Regions from separate parts of the Mus musculus genome. Here regions 2, 3, 4, 5, 6 and 7 are each linked to region 1. The links are chromatin contacts, called in public promoter capture Hi-C maps. All regions are on one chromosome and are shown on one strand. The core of a region is the stretch at or near the end of the contact, and the rest is flanking DNA. Distances in the headings are between cores, read along the strand shown. Region 1 holds the start of Mrps2 (mitochondrial ribosomal protein S2). Region 2 holds the start of Rabl6 (RAB, member RAS oncogene family-like 6). Region 3 holds the start of Lhx3 (LIM homeobox protein 3). Region 4 holds the start of Card9 (caspase recruitment domain family, member 9). Region 5 holds the start of Snapc4 (small nuclear RNA activating complex, polypeptide 4). Region 6 holds the start of Inpp5e (inositol polyphosphate-5-phosphatase E). Region 7 holds the start of 0610009E02Rik (RIKEN cDNA 0610009E02 gene).

Region 1 (3,440 bases), core at 415-2,914:
GACATTGTTGAGTGTGTGCAGAAAGATGATGAGGTCTGGTAGGCGGACTGAAGGCCCAAAGAGGAGTTGTGCGTTAGTCAGCAAGCCACCCTTGAAGTAGCGGGTGTGGGCGTACTCCCCACAGGCCTGGGCTGTAGTCTCAATTAAGTGAGAGAACTGACGATTCCGGCTCACAAACAGAATGATGCCCTTGCGGTAGGCCACGTGCGCGGTGAAGTTCAAAGCCAGTTGGAGATTCAAGGCTGTCTGATCCAGATCGATGATATCTTGGCCCAGGCGGTTCCCAAAGATGTACGGCTCCATAAACCTGCCAAAAAACCCCCAGGGTAAACGGACCCGTGTGCGTGGAGCTGCCCTGCCCCTTCCACAGCCACCTACCTACCAGCCACCCAGGCTCTTACATTTACCAACTCCCACTACTCCTGCCTAGGGAGTGATGGGCTGGGGACACAGGTGTGGACTTGCGCACAGACAATCAGGTTTGTGGCTCAACCTGTCCCACCTTCTCCCTGTGGAGATTTGAGAACCAACTGCAGATAAACATGAACCCAACCAAGGTGCTCTGCCCAGTTTAACTCTCTAGGGCCACTTCTGTTCTATACAGCAGGTCCTCTCCACCGGGCTCCCCCGCCTGCCATGACCCTCAGTTTTCACCCTGTCTGTGAACCAGCATCAATACTAGCACTGCACTTGGTGTTGCCGCAGACACCCCCACCCTGCCCCCACTTCCAACCCTGACCCAACTCCACCACTCTGCCCACACGGCCTGTGCCAACTACCTATGGCGGCAACCAGCTTTATGTCCCAGGTGTACTCGGGCCTCGAAGAGGCTCTTCACAGAAAACAGCTCCTTGACATTGAAGAAATCCGAATGCTGTAATGGCGTATCTAGGATCCTGCTCTGGAAATCTGAAAAAGAGAGTAAGGGCAGACACTGTGGCCCATCACCAACCAACCAAAGACTCACCAGTCTCCTGGGAGTGGGAAACTCAAAGCTGTGAGGAAACGCCAGGAAAGATCTGGAAGACACAGGGGCATTTTTGCAACACCGAGGGACTAGTGTCAAGGTCTAAAGTGACTGTGTGCGGGGAAAACCTGGCCAAGTCCTCTTCCCTTAATCTCCACAGATGTAAGAGGAAAACGAACCAGGGGCCTCGTTGACTTCGGGTGCCTTAAACGCCCCTCCAGAAGACCAGCAAGATGGACAGATACAAAAGTAAGTCTTCACGGGTTTCGAGAGCTACCAGGCCACAGGGGTTCTATCTCCCTCCCACCACACTTAGATTGGTACTGGGTTCCTTTGGGGACCCTGCAATGACAACCTCTCCACGATTCCGCGCCCCGGCCCAGCTCCACCCGCTGATCTTTACCGTCGCCATCCTGGGGCTCGCTGACTGCGGGGACCGGGGCTCCCGTGACCTTCCTACCATTCTGCTCCGCAGGGCCCGGGATCGCCTTCTGCAGGAAACCTGGCCAGCGCCGCACACCTGCGGGGAAAGAGCCGGTGGGGGCGCGTCCAACCCTCGTCCCTGTCCTCCCCTCTCGGATCCCCGGGTTCCCCCCATCTCCGAGATTCACCGCGCTCACCTGCACACAGCAGCCGGGTCAGCACGGCCGGAGCGGGCGCCATGGCGGGCGCGTGGACAGAGATCCTGCAGAGACTCTTCCTGCCCGGCAGAGCGCCTCCTCCTCTGAGCGCGCGGGGTCGCAGCGCCGCTTGCTGGCCCGGAGGACCCTCTCCGCTGTGCACCGCTCGCTGCGCCCGCATCCTTGTAAATGGGCGAGTTGGCACTGTGACCAGTGGTCTGCACTCAGCTGGGACGTGGGGCTGAGCTAGAATGAGCGACCTCTCACCCACAGCTCGTTCCTCTCGATAAAATTACAGCATCCTCTGGAGGAGGCGACCCTCTTGTTCAAATTGGTTTTTAGAGGTTGTTTTTAGGGTTGCTGTTTTTTTTTGTTGTTGTTTTTGTTTTTGTTTTTGTTTTGTTTTGTTTTGTTTTTCCTGAGACCCGGTTTCTCCGTAGCCTTGAGCCTTGACTGTCATGGTATTCGCTATGTAGACCAGGTTGGCTTGAACTCAGAGAGCAACCCGCCTCTGCCTCTGGAGAGCTGAGATTGAAGGCATGCCCTACCACCGCCCCGTTTATTGTTTGTTTTATAAGTGCATTAAAAAAAACTATTTATTTTATGTATATGAATACACTGTGACTATCTTCAGACACACCAGAAGAGGGCATCAGATCCCATTACAGATGGTCGTGAGCCACCATGTGGTTGCTGGAAATTGAACTCAGGACCTGTGGAAGAGCAGTCAGTGCTCTTAACTGCTGAGTCGTCGCTCCAGCATGCATTTTTTTTATTTTTTAACATTTGTTTTAGTTTTACTTATTTTTTGCCTACATGTATGTATGTGTACCTTGTGAGTGCCTTGTCCCTGTGGAGAGCAGGTGTCTGACCTCCAGGAACTAGAGTTAAAAGTGTTTATGAGTCACCTTGTAGGCTCTGGGAGTTGAATCCAGGTTCCCTACAAGAGCAATGAATGCCCTAAATTGCTGAGCCATCTCTCCATCCCCAAATTACATTAAACTATGACGACAACAACGATGACATTGACAATGATGACGACGACGATGACAGCAACAACAACAACAACAATCTCCCTGACTGGCCAGACATTCATAGAGATCTGACTGCCTCTGTCCCCTGGGTGTTGGAATTATTGGTGCACACCACCACACTGTGCCCTAAGTAATTTTTTATTGTTTGTTTTAAAATTACTATTTATTTTTATTATTGTTGTTAAGACAGGGTTTCACTATATACTCCTGACTGGTCTAGTACTCTCTTTTTAAATCAGGCTGGCCTCGAACTCAGAGATCTGCCTCCTGGCATTGCGCTAGCACGTCATTAATGCTGAACTATGTGCATGGTTCACAAGATCATTTTTTATATTTCACCAATATATGGCCTAGGATTCCCTAAATTTAGCAGCACCTCACATCTAGATTTAGGCTGAGTTGTGGGGGTATTGGGTGATAGAGGCCATGGCCAGGACAGTAAACGACAGACTTGTACTTGCTCAGGCAGAGATTGGAAGCACCTAATTCCTGCCTATTGGCTGGTGAAATCCCAGGTTCTAAGGTTTCATTCGTCCAGGATCTGCCTCCTAGTGCATTTTGGGACGATACAAGGATGTTCCCACAGTCCCAGAAAAAGGTCAGCGGATCTCCCTGAGGAGCAGCGTGTGGAAGCTTGGAATTCCTTGTTTAGAACTTACGGTCTCCTTTGTTATTCGCCCTCGGGAAGATTCTAGACTTGCCTACAGCTAGCTGCTAGCCAAAGCAACCTACAAAAGACCGCCCCACCTCCTGATCAGGTGACTTCATTGCCTAGCAACAGGACGCCTTGCCGCAGCAGGCACAGACTTGATCTGGGCT
Region 2 (3,440 bases), core at 412-2,911, 2.9 Mb after region 1:
TCAGTGCTGTGCCCTCCTCCTCACTGCTGTGCCCTCCTCCTCCTCACTGCTGTGCCCACCCTCCCCCTCACTGCTGTGCCCACCTCCCCCTCACTGCTGTGCCCACCTCCCCCTCACTGCTGTGCCCACCTCCTCCTCCTCACTGCTGTGCCCACCTCCTCCTCCTCCTCACTGCTGTGCCCACCTCCCCCTCACTGCTGTGCCCACCTCCTCCTCCTCACTGCTGTGCCCACCTCCTCCTCCTCCTCACTGCTGTGCCCTCCTTCTCCTCCTCACTGCTGTGCCCTCCTTCTCCTCCTCACTGCTGTGCCCTCCTCCTCCTCACTGCTGTGCTTACCTCCCCCATAGCTTTAACTCTATCCAGAAGAAGATGAAGAACATGCTAGAAGAGGAAGAAGCAAGACTCAAGCAGGCCCAAAACAACATGAATAAGGGCCAGCAGCTGCTGCTGGTCATCCAGACAGGTATTGACAACCTCTACATCCGGCTCATCGGCATCACCTTGCCAACCTTCCAGGTATCAGCCCCCGGGGAGGAGATGCTGTGTACAGGGTCCCTGTGTGGGACCACAGGAAAACCAGCTGCTCCTCTGACCCACAGAAAGAAATAGCAGTCTCTAACACTCTTGATGTGTACGGCAAGCTGGATTATTGTGAGGGAAAGCTTATCTACCTGGCTGAGCGCATGCAAACGTTGTCCAGAAATGAGGAGGTAACCCTGGGCCATGGAGGGGTCCCCACAAAGCCCATGTGCTCTCCAAGATGATAATGGGTGCTGCCCTGCAGGTTGACACAAAGGTGAGGGACACCTTGGAGTCATCAACTCTAAAAGAGAAACATAATACCAGAATTACCTTTGAGGACCCAGAGGAGGACATGATAGGTGAGGCTCTACATGCCGGCCACAGGAAGATGGAGAAGGACGACAAGAACAATAGCTGCAACTAGATAGGGTCTGAACTCAAGACAAGAGATGGCATACATGGTGACTGGGCGCTGAAGGGAAAGGTTTTAATCGATAGACGTTACAGAGGTTTCTTTTTCTGAGACAAAAGGGACGTATATCATGGGATGGGCCAGAAGGGAGCCCAGACCGAACTTTTAGAAGAATTTCTGCTACAGAGGCAAGGTGGGGTGAAAGGATAAGGACAGCTAGTGTGGATAATCTTGGCAAATCCTAGTTGTCTGGCACCTGGCCTTAGGTGACTTAGGGCAGGGGTCTCCAGTCATTGATACATGTCTGAAATGAGCTCCCGGCAGGAGATGGCCTATGGCAGCAAACGCCAACAGGTAGAGGTGGGAGGCTTCTGGAAAGAGGGTGGCAGCCACTCCTTTTCTTGCCTGTTCAGAAACCTTCCAGTTTGCGGATGTGGACCATAGTTACGTCCCTTCGCGGGCGGAGATAAAGAAACAGGCCCAACAGCTGATCGAGGCGAAGCTCAAGGGAGCCAAAAAGAAGAAAAAGTAAACCTGTCTGGGCTGTAGTACAGAAATAAACATTTTTCCAGAACTACACTAGAGGAAGGAGAAACCTCGGGACTCTTGAGGACCGGGAAGCTGATCGTTGGACCAGAGGGGGTTGGTGGCGGCGAGGTGGAGATGCTAGAAAAGGGCGGGACCTAGTGCGCTCTCTGCGCATGCGGCGGCTACGTGTCCCTTTTAGCGTCCCGTAGCCGCGCCGGCGCCAAGATGGCGGCGCTGACGGGTGCCTGGCTGCCGCGCCGAGGGCCGTGGAAGCCGGAGCGGAGCCACAGAGGCTGAGGCCCCAGAACCTCGCTCGAGGCCGCGCCCGCTCCGGCCTCGGGGGAAGCCTGGGCCGGCCGGACATGGTGCGGGGTGCGCTGTGCTGCTGCCGCTGCTGAGCTCGCAGGCCAGCCCGGCTCGCACGTCCAGCAGGAACATGTTCTCCGCGTTGAAGAAGCTGGTGGGGTCGGAGCAGGCCCCAGGCCGGGACAAGAACATCCCCGCCGGGCTGCAGTCCATGAACCAGGCGCTGCAGAGGCGCTTCGCTAAGGGGGTTCAGTATAACAGTGAGTGCGGGCCGCGCCGTCGGGCAGGCCGGGGCGGCTGGCAGGGCCCGGGGCGGCCACCCAGCCTACTAGGGTCTGGAAGAATCAGAGGGTAGGGGCGGACGGGTCCCTGGGTTCTGAGTAGTGGTCGTTCCTTGAGGGACATCACCTGACAGGAGACCTCCAGAGAACAGCTGTGCGGCGACACTAGCGGAGCAGCGGTGGAGGACCCTGATTGGCGCGGGTACCCTGCGGAGAGAGACCATTACATAACCCGAGGGTGCGCGCGCGGGGCTGCGTGTGCCTGCCTCCTCTCCGCCCCCCGCGCCTGCTCTCACTTGAGGCTCCTGAAAGTCGGAGGCTCCTGAAAGTCGGTCGCCTGTGGGCCTTGAGCCTTGATTTTGTTTTTTTGTTTTTTGTTTTGTAAGGGATATGCTTTTTTTTTTTTTTTAATTTCAAGAGGCTCTTAACTCTGCATCCCTGACCCCACAAGAAGAAAAGTCCGCTCTGCCCTTCGTTATAAATTATGTATGTTGTGCAGCGAGAAGCACACGGTTCTCTTGACCTCTTTAGAGTTTTTCCATTTGCAGGTTGAACAATCAAAAGATTCTTGGGCAATGTCGTGGTCTGATATTGTTTACTTCTAAACTATTTCTATACTGCAACATTTTTGAAGCGCGTGCGCGCACACATACATGCACTGGCACATACACACAGTTCACTGTAAGCTGTGCCTCACAGGGTCAGTGATATTTAGGTAATAATGTAACATTATGAAACTTACTAGGAGGATTTTTTGTGCAAATTTAGAAGCAAACAGTGTATGTGTGTTAACTTGGAAGTTTGTATTTCTCTTGACTGAGGAAGAGAATTGAGTCAAATATTCAGTGGTTTGTGTTCTTTGGAATCTATGTTTGGATTCTTTCGTTATTTTTATATAGTATTAATTTGCAGCCCAATTCTAGAAATTAGGCCTGAACTAGGAGCTTCTTGCTTTCTAAACTTACTACCCACTGGACCCACGCCCTGGGGTTCTAAAGAGGAGGGGTCTAGAAGAGCTGAAGTCTTCCATATTTTCCAAGATGCCTTACTTAAAGGAACAAACCTGCAATATAATAAATACAGATTCGGGATTCTTGTAAGAGTCTCCACATTTTGAATTGTCTGTTGCAGAATGCTGTCTGGGTGGCTCGGGAAGGCAGCACAACAATCTTTTGCAATATGTCAGGAGAATGAATAACTGAGGCAGGGAAAGCTGGACGAGCCTTTAATCCCATCACTTGGGAAGCAGGGGCAGCTGGGTCCTTTTTGGACCCTAATGGAATCCAGGACAGCATGGGCTACATAGTGAGACCCTGTTTCAAAAAAGCAATGGAAAAAAGAACAAACTCAAAGAAAACCAGAATTTTAACAACCATAGATCACTGGGAGT
Region 3 (3,440 bases), core at 279-2,778, 2.3 Mb after region 1:
GGTAAGAGCCATTGCAACCTACAAGTCTCCATGCCAGGCAGGAAAAAGAGAAGAGACAGAATGCAGAGGGGTGACCAGGAGGGAGTGACTGCGGAGAAAAAAAGTACAAGGTGACAGCAGGCAGGAGAACAGGAAAGCTACAGGGTCAACAGTGACCAGAAAGGCCTGGGGCTGGTCCTAGAGATTGAATGTCCCACAGCTTCCAGAACTGCTTTGGCTTGCAGCAAGAATCCCCAGGCCAAGTCTCCCGCTTGAACTCTGATTCCCCAAGGGCCATTTCACTGCCACGGACGTTGGGAAATAATGGAGGCATTGTTGGCGGCAAGCCAGATGCCCAACAGTGTGGAGCCGCCCCTTCCCTAGTCTAGCCATACATGGCCCCCGCCCCACTGCCCTCTGCAGCAGCTGACACTCAATGGCTCACATCTCAGCTCACCCAGCACCCATTTCACTCCAAGCTAGTGTTCCCTGACCTCGGAATAACAAGTACAGAGCAACATGAAGGGACGGCTGCAGGCACAGGGCTCTTTCCGAGGCAGCAGCTGTGCTGGGACCAAGTGGAGAATCTTGCGTTCTTTCATTCATCCTTCCCATTCTGGGGTCTGATCGGTCACAGTCCTAGGGATGGAGGCAGAACAGGACAAGAAGAGGAACCAGGAGGGTGGCAGCAACCTGCTGATTCTGCAAACACTTCTAGGGTGTCCCTAATTGTTACCAGGGCACTATACCCTGCTGGATTCTAGTTCCTACCAGGAACTGCATAGGTCTGGCGCTGTCTCCTGGCTGGGTAGTAGGAGCCCTCAGTGAGGGCTCATGCAAGGATAGGATGATGGGTTCTGGTGGGCTCACCTGTTCGAATGGGGATGAGATGTGGAAATCCAGGTGCAGGGATTGTTCTAAGGAATTGGGGTGGGGAAGTAAGGGTAGATCTCAGGGCTTCCGCAGCTCAACCCTTTTCTGGCCTAGAGTCTTGGTGTGTTCCCGCAGAGGACACCGGATCTGAGGTCCTAAGAATCGTTCCTTCTCGCTGTACTGGCTCCAGGAGGCACTTCTAGTGGTGGGGTCCAGAGTGTCAGAGTTGGGGGACCTTCAAATCGAGCTCCTCGTAGCTCTACTGTGGCTTCTTTGCCACCACGTTCCCTCGCGATGGCTATCAGGTTGCCCTTCTGCTGACCAGGTGTGGTCTCAATGCTGTCCAGCTCCGGTTCAGAGTCTAAACGTGAGCAAAGAGAACGCAGTTCCCTCCCTGCCGCTTCCCTCGGGACCTCAGCCTTCCGGGAGGCTTAGCGAACTTGCTTGGGGCAGGGGCGAGCATCTGTAGGAAGCCTTGAGTGGTTACTGCGCTGTCTCCGTCCTCGGGAAGTGCAAGCCAGACGGCTTCTAGGCACCTCGGTTCCGGCTGAAAGGTGCACAGTCTCCAGTGGCCTCCAGTGGCCCCGGGAGCGTCTCTGCGACCCCCGGCCCAGCCCCGCCCCGCGGCCCCGCCCCCCACCGCTCCGCCCTCCGCGGGCCCGAGGCTTGGCGCCCAGAGGCCTCCCGTGGGCACAGCGCCCAGCAGCGACACGAGTCGCTCCGACGCCAGCTCGGAGTCCCTGCAACGGTGGCCTCGCCAGACCCAGGGGAAGTTCAGGGTCGGAGGGCGGCAGCACCAGGCACCTGGCCCCATGGAAGCTCGCGGGGAGCTGGACCCGTCCCGGGAATCCGCGGGCGGAGACCTGCTGCTGGCGTTGTTGGCGCGAAGGGCTGACCTGCGCCGAGGTGGGTGCCCGACGGAGAGGCTGCACTGAACAGGCCCAGATGTCCTCGGCTTTTTCTGGCCCTTGTGCGGAGGCCAGCAGAAGCCAAGGTATCTGGACAAGGGTGTGTCTGAGGGGCTCTGACATGGCTAAGCAAAGGCATCTCAAACCTCCAAAGTGTGTGGCCCTCCTGGTGCTGTGTTGTCCTGGCTTTGGGAGCCCTTGGTGATCCAGGAACGGTTTAGGAGACCTTTTGCAGCTCTGAGCTGGCTGAGGCCCCTGAGCTGGAGGGAGCATGTGAAGATGTTTCAGGACTCAGGAATCAGGGAGCAGGAGTTTCTCCTTAGGAACTGCCTTCACTCAGTTCCTTTCCCCCCATTTTCAGCGAGATCAGGTCTGGGTCATGCTGAACTCATCTCCCCTGAGTCGAGTCTTAGTGTCTGCACCGGCAGTTTACCACTAGGCTGGTGGTCAAGACGCGATTACAGGGAAAAGTGGAACTTGTCCGGGCCCCCAGTTTCTTGATCGTACCAGTCTTTTTGCAGGGCTTTGGTTCTGGGGAATAAAAGCGCTCTCCGTTTTCAAGCTGAGAGTATAACAGGATAGGAAAAGAGGAAGTTAGGCTGGCAGAAGGTCTGTCGAAGCAAGTGGGAAAAGGATTCTATGCAGACTGGGGGTATCGGATATGGCCTACTTGCTTATTTATTTATTTATTTATTTATTTATTTATTTTCCAATGGTTTATGGGATGGGTTACCCGCAGGAGCTGGGAGGAAGAGATGGGAGGGGGGATGAGAAAGGGAGGGAGGAAAGCTTGGTAAGCTAGGCTCCAGAGAGAGTTCTGTGAGGCTTGCTAGAGCACTGTTGGCTCCCGAGGCTCCACTGGGCCCTCCAACTCTGTGTAGGAAACTGTACTGAGACTGGAGTTCACCATGCCACGTAAGCAAGAGGAGATCGAGGGTGGCTTCACTGGGAGGCTTGACGGTGGCGACGGCTTTTGTAGGAAGCGGGTGTCCCCGTGTCCCTGCTGTGGGCTTCTTGGCCGAGGCGCTGTCCGTGCCTGGGTGCTGAATTTGCAGTGTTTGGCCTGTCTAGCCACCTCACTCTCTTCTGGGTATCCTTGTGGCCTTACGACGGCTCTGGTGGTGCTCTGGTACAGCTACAGTCGATCTCCACGTCCACACTTGGAGATGTGGTTTTGCTCAGGGTGGGACAGCATCCATCGCAGGCTTGTGCCCAGTGCTGGAGGGAGGTGGGGCAGTCCTTTTCTAATTCCTCCCACCAGTGGAGGCCAGCCTGAAGCTAGTTGTTTGCAGCTAGAGATGTAAAGACACTTGTGTGGGTATGAAGTGAGTGGGCCCTGGGTGCTGCACATGCATCTCCTTTTTCTAGTAACCTTTCCTAAATGGCGGGGATCTCCTTATCCCATGAACCAGTCTTATCCCACCAGCCCCTAAGACGAGATTACACCTTTAGATTTTTCCCACCCAGTTTCCCTGAGGCCTGCAGTCTTTGGGGGATGAGAACTCAGATGCTAGAAGAATTGGTGGTGTAGAGAGTTGAAGTCATCTACCGTGCACTGCAGTTCACACCTTAACAGCAGATCTCTCACATATACATACATACATACATACATACATACATACATACATACATACATATGAAAGCATATGTGTGTGTTCAAAAAACCATAGCCAATGAACT
Region 4 (3,440 bases), core at 546-3,045, 2.1 Mb after region 1:
GTCTGCCAGTTCTGGGAACCTCTTACACCCTTTGCTGCCCAGGCAGCCCCTGGACCCAGCACTTTACCAGAGAGCAGAGAGAATAGAGAATCAGCGTTTCTTCCCATTTCAAGAAAATGTGTTGGGATGGCTCAATGGTTAAGATCATTGACTGCTCTTCCAGAGGTCCTGAGTTCAATCACCAACATGGTAGATCATAATGGAATCTGATGCCTTCTTCTGGCACACAGTGTACATGCAGACAGAGCACCCATACCTAAATAAATCTTTAAAAAAGAAAAAAAGGGGGGGGAGATATGTCATCTAGCCTGTACCCCTAGGCGAGGTCCCCATCTGGCCTGTATCTCTCAGGGAGGTCCCCAGAACCAGCATCTACCACAGCAGCAGCTCTCACTGGATAGGAGGCTTGTGTTTGGCATGGTGCTGAGACCCCATTGGGTCTTGTCTCTCCCTTTTTAAAAAAAAAAAAAAGCGTTTTACGTATGTGAGTACACTGTCACTCCCTTCAGACAAACCAGAAGAGGGAATCGGATCCCTTCCAGATGGTTGCTGGGAATTGAACTCAGGACCTCTGGAAGAGCAGTCAGTGCTCTTAACTGCCGGTTCATCTCTCCTTTTTCTTAGTCACTATTTCCATGACACCAGACTATACATCCTGGGCCCTTGGCTCTCCAGGATTTAGTTATTTTTTGTTTGTTTGTTTTGTTTTTGTTTTTCGAGACAAGGTTTCTCTGTGTAGCCCTGGCTGTCCTGGAACTCCCTCTGTAGACCAGGCTGGCCAGGATTTAGTTTTTACATGTGTTCATCCTCTGTGGGAAGCTTGCAGCTCATAGTAAAATGGTATGACCAGCCTAGTCCTAGTGATTGTACCAGCTGTCACTCCAGCTGATGGCCGTCACACATCCAGGGACGCGTGTTTGTCATGGCTCCTTCTAACCTCTGCACTGGGTTTCTCCATTCTGGAGAACTTGGGGTTTCTTCAGCTATCTGTGCTATTGACTTCCACTTCAGTTTTATGAGCAAAAGTTTCATGTTATTAACACTTTTAAGAAGCCACCACTGTGGAGGCCTTGTGACCTCCTTCCTGGAGTGACTGCAAAGCCATGGATGGACTCCCTTGCCGTCCTGGAAACCCAGCAAGCCACAATCCCTAGCAGTGTGGCCCCCCAAGGCCAAAGAGGACTCCTGACTGCTGCTTTTGGAAGTATTTTCAAGGCCACTGTCCCCATAGGAGCAAGCAGAGGGCCAGTAAGCTACAGAAGGGGCCAGCTGGGGCTCTGCATAAGTGTCCCACCCTTCCTTCCCATACAGCACTGGAAGCTTTTGCCTCAACTCATCTTGTAGGCTAGACAGCAGCGCCTGTCTAACAGCTACACTGGCTGGGCAGGGCTAGCAGGTCCCCACGCCCACCTCAGGCTGACTCTTGAAGGGCCACCCTGAAGGAGAGGCTGTGGCACGCAATCCATAGAGGACTATAGCTGCCTACAGCTTGTAGATTTTGACCAAGCTTTGTCCCACTGCACCTACCCTGCACCACTGTCCTTAGACGGCAGATGAGGATATGAGGCAGGGCCATGTTAGAAAAGCAACTTTCAGAAGCCTGGATCCAGGAGGACCTTGGACTGCCCATCCAGTTCAGATGAGCAGGCAGGGAGGGCTCCTCTGCTCCCAGAGTACTTCTACTTCCCTCTGTTCTGTTCCTGGATGGGCCAATCAGAAGGTAGACTGTCCCCTGCGGGAGGACTGGCTGGCTTGTGGCGTCAACCAGAACACATCAATCAGGAAGTGCACAGCCTCCTTCATGGCTCCACCCTTCTCCAGTTAGGGAACCCCTCCACACTCCCAGAGACCCAGGCTCCTGGTATGTCCATAACCCAGACAGCATCTGCTGGCAGGTAGCTCTCACAAGACCCTGAGGTAAGTTCAGTACCCTTCCAGGAAGGTGGGTGGAAGCCTGTGGTGACTGCTGGGGATCCTGGAGCGCGTAAGTACCTACAGGCAGGTGGCATCCTCCATCCTCACGCCTTCATTTGATTAATCCTTGTACACTGCAGCATAGTCCTCCAGTGCTGGACCATGTGGCTGTGGGGCTGCAATGGCAGGCCATAGGCCCAAGGTTTAGAGAAATGTCTGTCCACTGGGTCAACCAGAAAGCAGCAGGAAGCCAAGAGATGCCTCTGAAGAAGAGGCCTGCCATGGCCGTGTCTCTAACTGGAGGTGCAGCTCCGCTGGGGTTAGGGACTGAGCCAGGGGCGCTCTATGGCCACCTTAACTCAGCCCTAAAATCATTGAAGCCATTCACTGAGGCTACACTTGTCCACATGAGTAACCCCCTACATACAACTGGCCTGGTTGATTCCCATCATGTGGCCAAAGGCCAGGGCTCATCTAGCGGCAGAAAAGCAAACTGGAGGGAAGCCACAGCAGATGTCTGTAGACTGTGGATGACATTGCCTGCCCTTCCAGTATACTCCAGCCTAGCAGGAAGGCAGACATGCTCCTGCGGCCAACCCTCCCAGCCCTCCCGGAATAGCACCGTGCCACAGGCTGTTGCATCACCAGCTGGCTACAACGGAAGGCCTGAAGGGCACGGGGCTGTCAGGGAAGGAGGAAGTCAGACATAGGCCTGGCCCCCTGCACAGTGAGAAAGCCTCCAGCCAACCTGACCCTCTTAGTCCCAATCTGGAGACTGGCCAGCAAGGGTCCATGCCACCCAAGAAGGTACTATGTAGGATGGCCACTAGAGGCAAAAGCTCCTACCTCCAGGGCATGCCAGAGCACTTTTGGGTAGGGGCAGAAGCTAGAGCAGGGCTGTTGTACAAAGAGTATTCTCTTAGACCCCAACCGGTCACTTCCCTACATATCCATATGAGAAAGCCTGAGATGACAGGGGCCGGGCAGCTGCTTGGGGGTGCTCAGTTTGACAGGTGGTCTGAGGTGGCTTGTCTATGGACCTCTGCTTCCCCTCAGAAACTGTCCATGAGGCTGAGGAGATAGGGCTGAGCCCTGAAATTTCCCTAGAACGGATCCCTTCTGACCCTGCCCAAAGCCCTGCCCTGACACTCAGGCCTGGGTCCTATCCTAGGCTGACAGGGAACAGAAGGTGGGCACTTCCTCAGCTGCTCTCCCCAATTATAACCGCAGCCTACAGAGGACATGTCAGACTATGAGAATGACGACGAGTGCTGGAGCACCCTGGAGAGCTTCCGGGTGAAGCTCATCTCTGTCATTGACCCCTCCCGGATCACACCCTATCTACGCCAGTGCAAAGTCCTGAACCCCGATGATGAGGAGCAGGTGCTCAGTGACCCCAACCTGGTCATCCGCAAGCGGAAAGTGGGTGAGGACTGCTCCCACACCAGCAGGCTCTAGCCCTGCATGACCCCCATAAGACACCCAGCCAGAGGCCACTCCATGCTCTCTTCACTGCCCTGGCCTTG
Region 5 (3,440 bases), core at 355-2,854, 2.1 Mb after region 1:
AAGACCAGGCTAGTGTTCCCTCTGCTCACAAGGCTTGAGTCAGAGCTGCCATCAAGAGGAACCGTCAGCCTTTCTCCACCACTGCAAGTGAACCGGATGAGAGCTGCACAACTACACTACTCTCAATTTACGTATGAAGTGTTCCTAAAGTTGTACAAGCACCATAGAGCATGGTGGTACATGCCTTTATTCAGAGTACCAGGAACAAAGACGATCCCAGTTCTCAATCAGTCTGTTCTACATAGACTGTCTCAAGAAACAACAGTACCCCAGGGAAATTTGCCTGATAGTTCTTACCAGGCTTGCCCCACACAAGTTCCTACACCAGGAACCTACAGGTTTCCTTTAATGCCCCAGACTCCCTCTGGCCAAACCCAACTCTGGGCCAGACTTGATATGACTCTTATTTTCTTTTTTGAGACAGTGTCTATATAGTTCTGAAACTTGCTTTGTTGTATATCAGGCTGGATTTGAACTCACAGAGTTACACCTACCTCTGCTTCCTGAATGTTGGATTAAAGGGATGCACTATTACTCTTTGATTTCATGATTCTGTACCCACTCCAGTAGTGTTGCAGGTGACTTCTAGCTTGTAGTCAGTTCTCCATAAGACCAAGGCCCTTCCCAGGTCCCACAAACTGGCCAGTCGCCAGGCTTGGTTTTCACCAGCCTTGAGCCTCAAGCCACTGCCATGCTTCTCCTACTCACAGGCATTATTAGGCACTAGGAGGACCCAGCTGCCTAGGGAGAGTAGAATTAAGGAAGCTGTTAAGAATTAATAATGGAGAGAAAGTACCCAAGGAGCTAAAGGGATCTGCAACCCTATAGGTGGAACAACATTATGAACTAACCAGTACCCCGGAGCTCTTGACTCTAGCTGCATATGTATCAAAAGATGGCCTAGTCGGCCATCACTGGAAAGAGAGGCCCATTGGACTTGCAAACTTTATATGCCCCAGTACAGGGGAACGCCAGGGCCAAAAAGGGGGAGTGGGTGGGTAGGGGAGTGGGGGGGAGTGTATTGGGGACTTTTTGGATAGTATTGGAAATGTAAATGAGGAAAATACCTAATTAAAAAAAAAAAGAATTAATAATGGGCCGGGCATGGTGGCTCACGCCTTTAATCCCAGCACTGGAGAGGCAGAGGCAGGCAGATCTCTGAGTTCAAGGCCAGCCTGGTCTACAAAGTGAGTTCCAGGACAGCCTGGGCTATACAGAGAAACCCTGTCTCGAAAAAACAAACAAACAAAAAATTAATAATGGATAATTATTGGTATTTTGTTTCATAAGAGTGAGACCGACCCCCCCCTCCCCGCCCTCCCGCCCCCCCCCCCCCACTACTTAGCCAGCAGCTCTGTGATGTGTTGGCCAGGCAGAATAATCCTTAGTGAATGAATGTCCATTTCTGGCGGTCCCAGGTTGTGGGCTCCGAGGACGACACACACGGGAAAGTACTTAACGACACACTGATCATTCATCCAAACCCAGAACACCAGGAGCTAAGTACACAGCCCAGGGAACCTGGAGAAAGATGAACGCCTCGCTAGGGCCCCGCCCCCCAGCACACCTCCTAGCATGCCCTGCGCCGCAGCCTGGGTGGGACTTCCGGTGCAAGCCTACTGACTTCCGCGACTGCTAGAAGCATGATCTGCGTGTGGTCGCCCGGGCGATGATGCCAGCTGTGAAGTTTGGAAGGGATGCCTAGAAGGTGAGGATTGGCGGGCGGCAGGTAGCAGGCGTTGTGTCCAGGAGGGGCAGGGCAGCCAGCACGGGGAAACCGAGGCGTGGCGTGGCCGCGACATTGCTGGAGTGGAGAGCCCGCGTCCGGAGCCCAGCCGAGGTCCCCTAGCTGGTGAGATGCAGGACCGGATTTGCTCCGTGCTGTGCTCCGAACCGCTGCTCTAACCGGTTGCATGCGCTGCAGCACCACCGGCCACCCCTGGCTTATCGAATCCAGCCACTAAGGGTGCATTGGACCCCAACTGCCTTGCCCGGTTAGGCCTTAGAAGGGACAGGCAGCAAAGTGTCTCTGATGTCATTAAAGGCGGACCGTGGCTCCCAGCTCAGGACTTGAAAACGTGACTTTTTCTTCCTTTATGTGGGCGATGCTGTGGGAGGAGATGGAATTGCTGCTGCCTCAAAACACGTTACTCTTTCGTTGGTGGCCAAGCATCCAGTGGCAATGATTATTGCTACATCTGTAGATCCCGCTGTTTCTAGCCAAGTTGGTTGACAAACGTTCCCTGTATAAGTAATTGGAATGTCGTTGAAGGGGATTTTGTTTTGTTTTGTTGTAGTCAGTTAAGACTGCTGTCAACAACTTAGTAGGAAGAAATCAAACAGGATGTTTTTCTTCATTTCTGGCTCTGGGTGTGAAAATGTGTTTGATAATTTTGTTTGAAACAGTATCTCACTAATGGTTTGAAATGCAGAGATCCACTTAGTTATGCCCCCCAAGTGCTGGGATTTAAATTATGTGCCATCACACTCAGCTCTTTGTTTCTTTATTTTGGTTTTTGGTTTTTTGGGTTTTTTTTTTTTTTTTTTTTTTTGGGCGGGGGGGGGGGGGGTGGATTTTCCGAGACAGGGTTTCTCTGTATAGCCCTGGTTGTCCTGGAACTCACTTTGCAGACCAGGCGGGCCTCGAACTCAGAAATCCGCCTGCCTCTGCCTCCCAAGTGCTGGGATTAAAGGCCTTTGCCACCACGCCCGGCTCTTTATTTTGTTTTTGAAGACAGTTTCTTTTAGAGCTCTGGCTGACCTGGAACTCACTCTGTAGACCAAGCTGGCCTCAAACTCAGAGATCCCCCTGCCTCTGCCTCCTGATTCCTGGGATTAAAGACGTGTGTCACTATACCCGACTTCTACACCCAGCTTTTTACAGTTATTATACTTGTTTATTTCCTTGTGTGTAGGTAGATGTGCCATAGTGGGGGAGGTCTGAGGGAAAGCTGGAGTAGGGTCTCTTCACCATTGATTACTGGTCCTGAATTCAGGTCCTTAGGCCTGGTAGCAAGTGCCTTTGTATGGTGTGCCATCTCACCCACCTGAGCTTGTGTTTTCTAGAATCATCTTTCACACTTCTCTTCCAAATTTCCTTTGCCCTCAGACTTTGCTTACAGTGTACCAGAGAAAAAGCCTCCTTTGTACTTTAGCAGACACTTGTTCAGTATCAGACAACACCATATGCCAGGTAGTGTTCTGAAAAGATAGGTCATGGAGTAAGCTAAGCCTTACTCTGACTTACTAGCCAGTCAGCACTGTGTAGAGCGGGGCACCTCTTTATAGGTTTGGATCACAGGGGGTGAATGTCTGTTGCTCTGCACTTTCTGCACTTGGTGACCAACTGAGCACCTTGGGGCACAGAGACAAGTGTTTTTACCTGTGCTGGTGGTGGCCTCAGGGAGAGTAGGGTCATTTCTAGGTGTTGAGTCAAGAGC
Region 6 (3,440 bases), core at 398-2,897, 2.1 Mb after region 1:
TTTGGAACCCTGAGATGATTAGATAACTGTTCTTCACCAAGAACCAACTAGCTGCCTCAGGTCTCGTGGATCCCAGATGGACATGGCAGTAACTCAGAGCCGGTCATACTGTGTGTCTCCTTCCTTGCAGCCTATGTATATGAATGATTGAAAAATTGATTTCAAGGTTCCTTTCAAATGCTGGATAGAATGAATCTAATTCAAAGTCTTTTATGTAAAAGAACAATGTTTCTTTTTTAGTCACTTTAGACAAATTAAGGTTTGAGCCACTTGAGAATATCCCCGCAGAGAGGCTAGGCAGGGATTCACTACAGGAGAGCACAGTTACTTGGACACCAAGGCCTTTCTCACCTGAGAAATGGTGCAAACCAACCAGGGATCCTTAGGCTACTGAGAAGGCTGTCTGCTTACCTGGAGAGGACTGACTGCTGGGATGTCTGGCCTAAGAGGAGCCTCAAACTGCACTGGGCAACTGTGCCTTGTCCTGTGAACTGGGGAGTACATGCCAGCTCCTCAAAGGGTCACCAGATGGCAGCGGCTCCCAGGCTGGGGAGGAAGTGGTTACAAGGGCATGTCTCTCCAACATTTCCAGCCTCACTCCATTTTCTGTGGCCTCATTAGTGCTGGGTGCGTTTTTTTTTTGCTCCGAGCTTTCCGTCATGGCTCAGTCACTGGGGAGAGCCCCAGGGAGCTGATATTCTGAAGCTGCTGATCTGATTAACCAGGTCAAAAACTGGCTGTGTGCTGCAACGTACTGCCCTCCTAGCCAGGAGTCTGTATGGAGCCCTCTAGCTGACTCAATGTCACCTGCAGACAGCACTTAAAGCCTTGGTGGTATCTTGGAGTGGCTTACGGTGTCCTAGCGCACACTCTGGAACCTTGCATCTCTACCCCAAAGCCCACCAGGGACCTTCAGCAGCGACTCACTGGCTCACCCATATCACTTCAAGGAGCTGCCACCACATAAGAGTCAAAGCTTTAAGGCTTCACTGACTGTTCCTAAAACTATCCTTACACTCTAAAGAGGAAGGGAAAGAGAGTTAAATATTTAAAAATCAGCAGGTAGAAAACATAAATGGTTTGTTTGGTATTAAATTTAGAAATTGTAGAACATGGAATTAGTACAGCCCTTCCCGGTTTTCTGGTTCCTTGCATCATCTAGGAAAGACTCACAGAATGGCTTCCAGGACGTTCCATAGATGAGTGTACTTGGACCCTCCTGTTCCTGTCATTAAGAAAGGCCTGTCCCTGTGGGTCAGTAGCAACTTGTGTCCTTGCTGGGACCAGGCAGGACCCTTGCCTCTGGTTCAACCCTGCCCAGGCTCTGTGTTGACTGCCAACCACTTTGGATTCAAGAAGCTTCCTCCCTGGGAGCTGCTATTTTTCCAAAATTCACATTGTTAAATAAAATATTTTGGGCTCTCAAGTAACTTAATTTATGGCTTCCTTTGTGTTTTGAGGGGCAGACCAGCGAGATCTTTAGTGTTGGTAGAGCCTTGGGCAGCTATTGGGTGTGACTGCCTGTGCCTGGTCCTGCCGCGGCTTGGCAGGGCGGGAGCTCGTGTCGGGCGTGGCTTCCAGGCACCGGGCTGTGGTCCTCCGGCCGCGAGAGGGCGCTGTGGCGGCGATAGGGTCTTGGGCCGGGCAGTTCTCCGGAAGACTACAGAACGGAACCTGAGCCAGGGTGACCACTAGACTGAGCTGGGGCGAACCCTGGGCGGGGGCGGGGGCCGAGGCACGGGGCCGCAGTCGTTGTTCCAGCTGCCACCGTGACTGGCCTAGGTCCGCCTCCGCCAGCGCTGGGCCCGGCTGAATCAGACCTCGGGCGTCCGGCGGCGGGTCTGCTGCCGAACGGAGGGCGCAGGTGAGCCTAGGACGCTGAGCGCGCTGCCCTACTCTGCCTCGGCGGGGTGGAGGGCTGGCCGGGGGTGCTGGACAGACTTGTGCAGCTCCGTGAAGTGCAGCCCCGACCCCCTGGCGCCTGTTCTCACGAAGTCGCTTTTAAGACTAGCGAGCTGACTTCGGGGAGCCAAGAGATTTTTCTGCGTTTCCTCAGGCATCGGTGAGAACTCTCAAGTCTCCAGCCATGCAGCTACAGGCCCTCCTCCAAAAGGACCGCCCCATGCCACAAAGGGAGCCACTCGAGTTTTCATGGCATCGAGCTGGCGAACTCTGACGTGCATCCTTGACAACAAGAGTTGCTTGTTAACCTCCCAGGGAGGATCCCTTTCCTTAGGAGGGCCAGGCTGAGGGGGTCAGGGCTGGCCAGGTCTGGACTATGCCATCCAAGTCAGCTTGCCTGCGTCACACTGAGGCACCTGGGCAGCTAGAAGGCAGAATGCTCCAGGGACAGCCTCCGAACACGGAAAAGAAGCTCATCCCAACACCAGGCTTCTTACCAGCCTCTGACTCTCAGGGTTCAGAGACAAACCCCATGCCTCCTTTCAGCATTCCAGCAAAAACAAGCAACCAGAACCCACAAACTAAGGCAAATCTCATCACCCCACAGCCACCCATTAGACCCAAGTTGGAGCGAACCCTGTCCCTCGATGACAAGGGCTGGAGAAGGAGGCGTTTCCGGGGTAGTCAGGAGGATCTGACTGTCCAGAATGGGGCCAGTCCCTGCAGGGGCTCCTTGCAAGACTCAGTAGCCCAGTCCCCTGCCTACAGCCGTCCCCTGCCCTGCCTCAGCACATCCTTGCAGGAGATACCTAAGTCCCGAAGGGCCACAGGCAGTGAGGGAGGGAGCCCATCCTTGTGGAGTGACTGTCTTTCTGGAATGATCAGCACCTCCTTGGACCTCCTGCACAGAGATGCTGCCTCAGGTGGGCCCCCCTCCAGGTTGGCAAGTTTGCATGCCTCACACACACCACCAGCTATGGACCTCAGCATAGCCTCCAGCTCCCTGAGAACAGCAAACAAGGTTGACCCCGAGCACACGGACTACAAGCTCCGCATGCAGACCAGACTGGTCAGGGCCCACAGCAACCTGGGCCCTAGCAGACCCCGGAGCCCCTTGGCTGGTGACGATCACTCCATTCACTCAGCCAGATCTTTCAGCCTTCTGGCCCCCATCCGCACCAAGGACATCAGAAGCAGGTAGGGCTTTCAGGGGGGAGGGGGAGGGAGCTCTGGGGCTGTCATCAGAGGCCCTCATCTCATCAGGCCAAGAGCAAACTGAGCCAGGCATGGTGGCTCTTGCTAGTAATCCCAGATCTTAAAAGACTTGAGGTTGGATCATCACAAGTTCAAGGCCAGTCTGGGCTATCGTGAGCCACCATCTACATAAATAGATATAAAAGAACTAGCTACCCAGGGGCTATGTGAATGGATCCGAATAGAGAATGCCTAAGACTTGGAAATGGAAAATAAGACAGATCACCCATCCTCTCTCAGAAATCATGCCTTTCTCCTTCTGTCTATGTCCTTCCAGAACCTTT
Region 7 (3,440 bases), core at 364-2,863, 2.0 Mb after region 1:
TGCCAGAAAGGAAACAGTACCTTGTGGCCTCCTGACTCAAGGAGGCCATAAGCCCTAGAGTAAGGGATGTCAAGTACACAGCATCTAGGCTAGGACTGTCCGGGGGGAATGCACTGACAGCTACATGTGGAGTTTTATACTTCCTAGTTACATTAAAGAAAAAATATATCACGTTTAATAAGAAGTTTTATTCAACCCAATGCTCTCAGAATACTCAACATTCAATAAACACTCACCAATGAATTCTTACCTATCTGGTATGCTTTATGTTCACAGTTCACAGCTCTATGTAACTGCCCAGGGGCCACCACACCAGACAGTGCAGCCTGGGAGAGGCTGACTGGGTAGCACTACAAAGAATACATGGTTACCAAGTGCTGGTCACAGTGTCAGAAGCCACAGGGAGTTCTGACACAGCCTTCATGCATGGGAGTCCTGTGTGCTCTGTAGTGCAGCCTAGGCTATAACAGCTTTGTACCAGATGCTGACTACATAGGACTCCAGGGAACTGGGGATGATGTGCCCAACTTCCAAATAAACGAAGAGTCCCCAGGCAAAGTGGAGGTACCCATGTAATGGTGGGGGCACCCATAAACTCAGGAGTCACCATTTGCCCTGCCTGCCTCAGGCAGTCCCAGTTTGTGCCCATTGCCTTTGCATATGCATTAAAGTACGCCATTCAAGTCCTCAAACTACCCAGTGGCTCTCCTGATGCCCAGAGAGGTTTCAGTCAACAGAGCAGGGCATATGGGCACAGACTGGGCCTAAAACCGGAGTCTGTCACTCAGAGGCCAGGTTAGCTTGGCTGCATGATGCCAGCCAGTCTATAGCAGGCATCGAGTCCTGTCCCTACCTTAGGATGGAGTCAGAGATGGGAGCCAGCACAGCTGTCCCTTTAACATCTCTACCCTTGGGGGCCTGAGAGTGGAGACCTTGCATTTTATTATTTATTTATTTGTTTGTTTATTTATTTAGACGAGGCCTTGCTATTATTTAGCTCTAGCCATCCTAGGGTTGGGGTTGCTGCTTCTTTTTAGGGACTTAAAGTTGAGTCTACCATGTGTTCAGAAAGAGTTTGGAAACCTGGCTCTCTAAAGATAAATGTTAGCTTTACAGAGTGACCCACAGTGCCACGTCAGAGGACATGAAGCTGGCCCTCAGTTCTCCCGGCTATGCTTGCGTGTCTGAGCGCTGGCCAGCTCCACCACACTCCCTCCTTCCCTGCCTCTGGGTTCGCCACTGACCAGGCGGCTTCGCAGGGGCACCGCCTTCTCACGCTCTCTGGAGTACAGGTGAGGGAGCCAGGCCTGGTCACTTCCCCGATGACAGCACCCACCTTTTCCGGAGAGCCTCTGCTCCGACAGACAGACCTGCTGACATCCCTGGTCTAAGTCCAGCGTTCCGCCGTGGGCTTTAGGCCGCGCCCTGCCGGGAGGAGTCGCAATGGAGTTTGAAGGACTTGGCCTCCAGGCTCTGGCTTCTCTCCTCTAGCAAAGGTTGGAGGGGAATGGGGGTGGTGGTGGTGAGAGTTCCTACTAGCACCAGGAAAGGCATTTGCTTAATCACGCGAACTGCGCCGGGCAGGCTCCAGCAAAGAGCCGTAGCCAAGCAACGGGTACAGCTCCGCGCACGCGCCTGTCCAGCCCGCAGAAGTCGACCGCCTAGCTACTCGAGCAGGGTGGCGCACGCGTAGTCGCCCCCGCCGGCAACCAAGAGAACCCAACGGAAAAATGGGGAGGGGGCAAGCGAGAGGGCCCGCTGGGGCTCTGGACTCAGCGGAACTTCTGGCTTTGGTTTTTCAAGACTGATTCTCCCCGGGGATCTGGATTGAAGAATCCTGTCCAGTCAAATCCTAGAACAGGAAGACTGTAGGACAGAACCAGCGTAACCAGGGCGACGTGAAGAGGCGGGGCCCGCGCTCCTGGCTCCGCAAGTGGGTGAGGGCGGGGCCACGGGGGTGGAGCTGTAAGTGACTGACGCAAGAGGGGCGGGCCTATGGGTGGGACGAAGAGATGAGGCGGCAAAAGACTGGAGACGAACGAAAGGCGGAGTCAAAAGGGACACTACGAAAGGCTCTTAAGGGGAATGGGCGGGGCAGCTCCTGGGGGGCGGAACAAAAGGATGAAGCAGTGCAAAACTGGACGGGAGAGGGGGCGGAGCCCAAGGGGGCGTGGTATGATTGACGCGCCGAAGACGTGTACGGAGCGCGGCCAAGAGGGCCGGGCAGGGGGGGCGGGGCAATGGGTGAAGCAGCGAAAGACTGGAAGAAGCAAGAGGAGGGGCAATTAAGGGGCGGGGCGCGCTGACGTCTCCTTCGGACACGTCGGCGGCGGCACCTGGAGCCGGATGTGCCAAGATGGCTGCGGCTGCTGCTGGGAACGCGCTAGTTCCCCCTACTGCCGCCGCCGTCGCCGGCTGGGTTTCAGTTCGCGGCGCCTGAGAAGCCAACCACAGCTCACAGGGTGAGGGCTGAGTGTATGGAGCACGGTGGAGGCCCGAGGGTGGGCGAGGCTGCGGAGGCCAAGCAGGCTCAGTGAGCATCGGGCCTAGCCCGGAGTGGCGAGCGCATTTAAAGAGACACAGTCAGGCCTGGGGAGAACGACAGTACCGGGCCGCCTGGTGCTGAGACACCGGACAGGTTACGGGCCGTGTCGCCTTGGTGGGTTGTCTAAGGGGCTCGTGGTTTCCCAGACCTGACGGGAGACAGATACCTGGTCAGGGCTTCGGGAACTGGTTGGCCGCTGGGGAAGGTGTGTTAACATGGCCAGACTGTGACACCTCCGAGGAAGCCCGCAACTCATTTAAAACGAAGAAAGTGCAGGAAATTGCCAAGCTTGACTTTTGCTGGGTTCTGAAGATATTTGATTCTCGTTGGCTCGAAGACTTCCTCAGAAGTTGATGATCATGGGACACATTTTCATTTGAAACAGGGAGTAGCAGCGTTTATTTGTAATCTCTTGGCCGGCGGAGCAGGATGTCGCAAGGGAGGTCGTGATTTGTTTTTTACCAAGGTGTAGAAAAATGTCGGCTTGGCTGTGGAGCGTCCTGTAGATAACTCTGGCTGTTGTGCTTACACAGGTTTTTAAATGGCATGTAGGATGGTCGCGCACTGAAGGAAAGATTTCCTTTCAAAAGTGTTGACTAGAGGCGTTTTCCATTCTGAGTTTGGCAGTAAGAAACAGCAGACTCACAGATTACTGTTCCTTCAGGTCCTTTTGCAAGGTGCAGCACAGTGCAGCTTCCTTACACGTTGTCCACGTTCCCTTCCTAGGGTTTCAGTGCTCATGTCTTGCAGATTTTGGTATCCCGTCTTGCTTTTATAAGCAAACATGAATGTCCATGTTTCCTGTGTGTCTTCCTCACATAGTGTATAGCTTTTTCTCTTCTGCAAATGCCTTCTTCAACATTTAAAGGGTTCCGGCTCAGATTTTGACTTAGAA

What was found. Promoter capture Hi-C pulls out the DNA fragments that hold promoters and counts their contacts.
Region 2: a contact with region 1 is called in a promoter capture Hi-C map of liver, with 2.6 times the contacts expected there. The contact joins the promoter of Rabl6 here to the promoter of Mrps2 in region 1. A contact is called at or near these places in 2 of 39 promoter capture datasets (both in liver).
Region 3: a contact with region 1 is called in a promoter capture Hi-C map of liver, with 5 times the contacts expected there. The contact joins the promoter of Lhx3 here to the promoter of Mrps2 in region 1. A contact is called at or near these places in 2 of 39 promoter capture datasets (cranial neural crest and liver).
Region 4: a contact with region 1 is called in a promoter capture Hi-C map of liver, with 3 times the contacts expected there. The contact joins the promoter of Card9 here to the promoter of Mrps2 in region 1. A contact is called at or near these places in 2 of 39 promoter capture datasets (frontonasal cranial neural crest and liver).
Region 5: a contact with region 1 is called in a promoter capture Hi-C map of liver, with 2.6 times the contacts expected there. The contact joins the promoter of Snapc4 here to the promoter of Mrps2 in region 1. A contact is called at or near these places in 5 of 39 promoter capture datasets (cranial neural crest, hippocampal neurons, liver and 1 more).
Region 6: a contact with region 1 is called in a promoter capture Hi-C map of pre-B cells, with 3 times the contacts expected there. The contact joins the promoter of Inpp5e here to the promoter of Mrps2 in region 1. A contact is called at or near these places in 4 of 39 promoter capture datasets (hippocampal neurons, liver and pre-B cells).
Region 7: a promoter capture Hi-C map of cranial neural crest shows a contact between it and region 1. The contact joins the promoter of 0610009E02Rik here to the promoter of Mrps2 in region 1. A contact is called at or near these places in 2 of 39 promoter capture datasets (cranial neural crest and liver).

The regions. Positions count from the first base shown.
Region 1 is chr2:28,466,290-28,469,729 of GRCm38.p6, reverse strand. Mrps2 (mitochondrial ribosomal protein S2) reads right to left here and starts at 1,664. Exons shown (of 4, transcript NM_080452.3): 1 at 1,588-1,664; 2 at 1,371-1,487; 3 at 780-909; 4 at 1-307. The coding sequence starts at 1,630. It overlaps 1700007K13Rik (RIKEN cDNA 1700007K13 gene), which reads left to right and starts at 3,406. Exons shown (of 3, transcript NM_027040.1): 1 at 3,406-3,440.
Region 2 is chr2:25,606,702-25,610,141 of GRCm38.p6, reverse strand. Rabl6 (RAB, member RAS oncogene family-like 6) reads left to right here and starts at 1,661. Exons shown (of 15, transcript NM_001024616.2): 1 at 1,661-2,029. The coding sequence starts at 1,900. It overlaps Ccdc183 (coiled-coil domain containing 183), which reads left to right. Exons shown (of 14, transcript NM_029859.1): 11 at 349-517; 12 at 601-711; 13 at 786-882; 14 at 1,349-1,513. The coding sequence ends at 1,467. Fcnaos (a long non-coding RNA gene) reads right to left here and starts at 812. Exons shown (of 8, transcript XR_003954003.1): 1 at 673-812.
Region 3 is chr2:26,204,663-26,208,102 of GRCm38.p6, reverse strand. It overlaps Lhx3 (LIM homeobox protein 3), which reads left to right and starts at 1,528. Exons shown (of 6, transcript NM_001039653.2): 1 at 1,528-1,758. The coding sequence starts at 1,665.
Region 4 is chr2:26,359,264-26,362,703 of GRCm38.p6, reverse strand. It overlaps Card9 (caspase recruitment domain family, member 9), which reads left to right and starts at 1,795. Exons shown (of 13, transcript NM_001037747.3): 1 at 1,795-1,917; 2 at 3,145-3,340. The coding sequence starts at 3,157. All of the region lies in intron 1 of Gm13562 (a long non-coding RNA gene), which reads right to left.
Region 5 is chr2:26,378,817-26,382,256 of GRCm38.p6, reverse strand. It overlaps Snapc4 (small nuclear RNA activating complex, polypeptide 4), which reads left to right and starts at 1,604. Exons shown (of 23, transcript NM_172339.4): 1 at 1,604-1,708.
Region 6 is chr2:26,407,426-26,410,865 of GRCm38.p6, reverse strand. Inpp5e (inositol polyphosphate-5-phosphatase E) reads left to right here and starts at 1,647. Exons shown (of 10, transcript NM_033134.3): 1 at 1,647-3,099. The coding sequence starts at 2,279. It overlaps Sec16a (SEC16 homolog A, endoplasmic reticulum export factor), which reads left to right. Exons shown (of 30, transcript NM_153125.2): 30 at 1-1,435.
Region 7 is chr2:26,444,097-26,447,536 of GRCm38.p6, reverse strand. 0610009E02Rik (RIKEN cDNA 0610009E02 gene) reads right to left here and starts at 1,613. Exons shown (of 3, transcript NR_152209.1): 1 at 1,337-1,613. Sec16a (SEC16 homolog A, endoplasmic reticulum export factor) reads left to right here and starts at 2,321. Exons shown (of 30, transcript NM_153125.2): 1 at 2,321-2,462.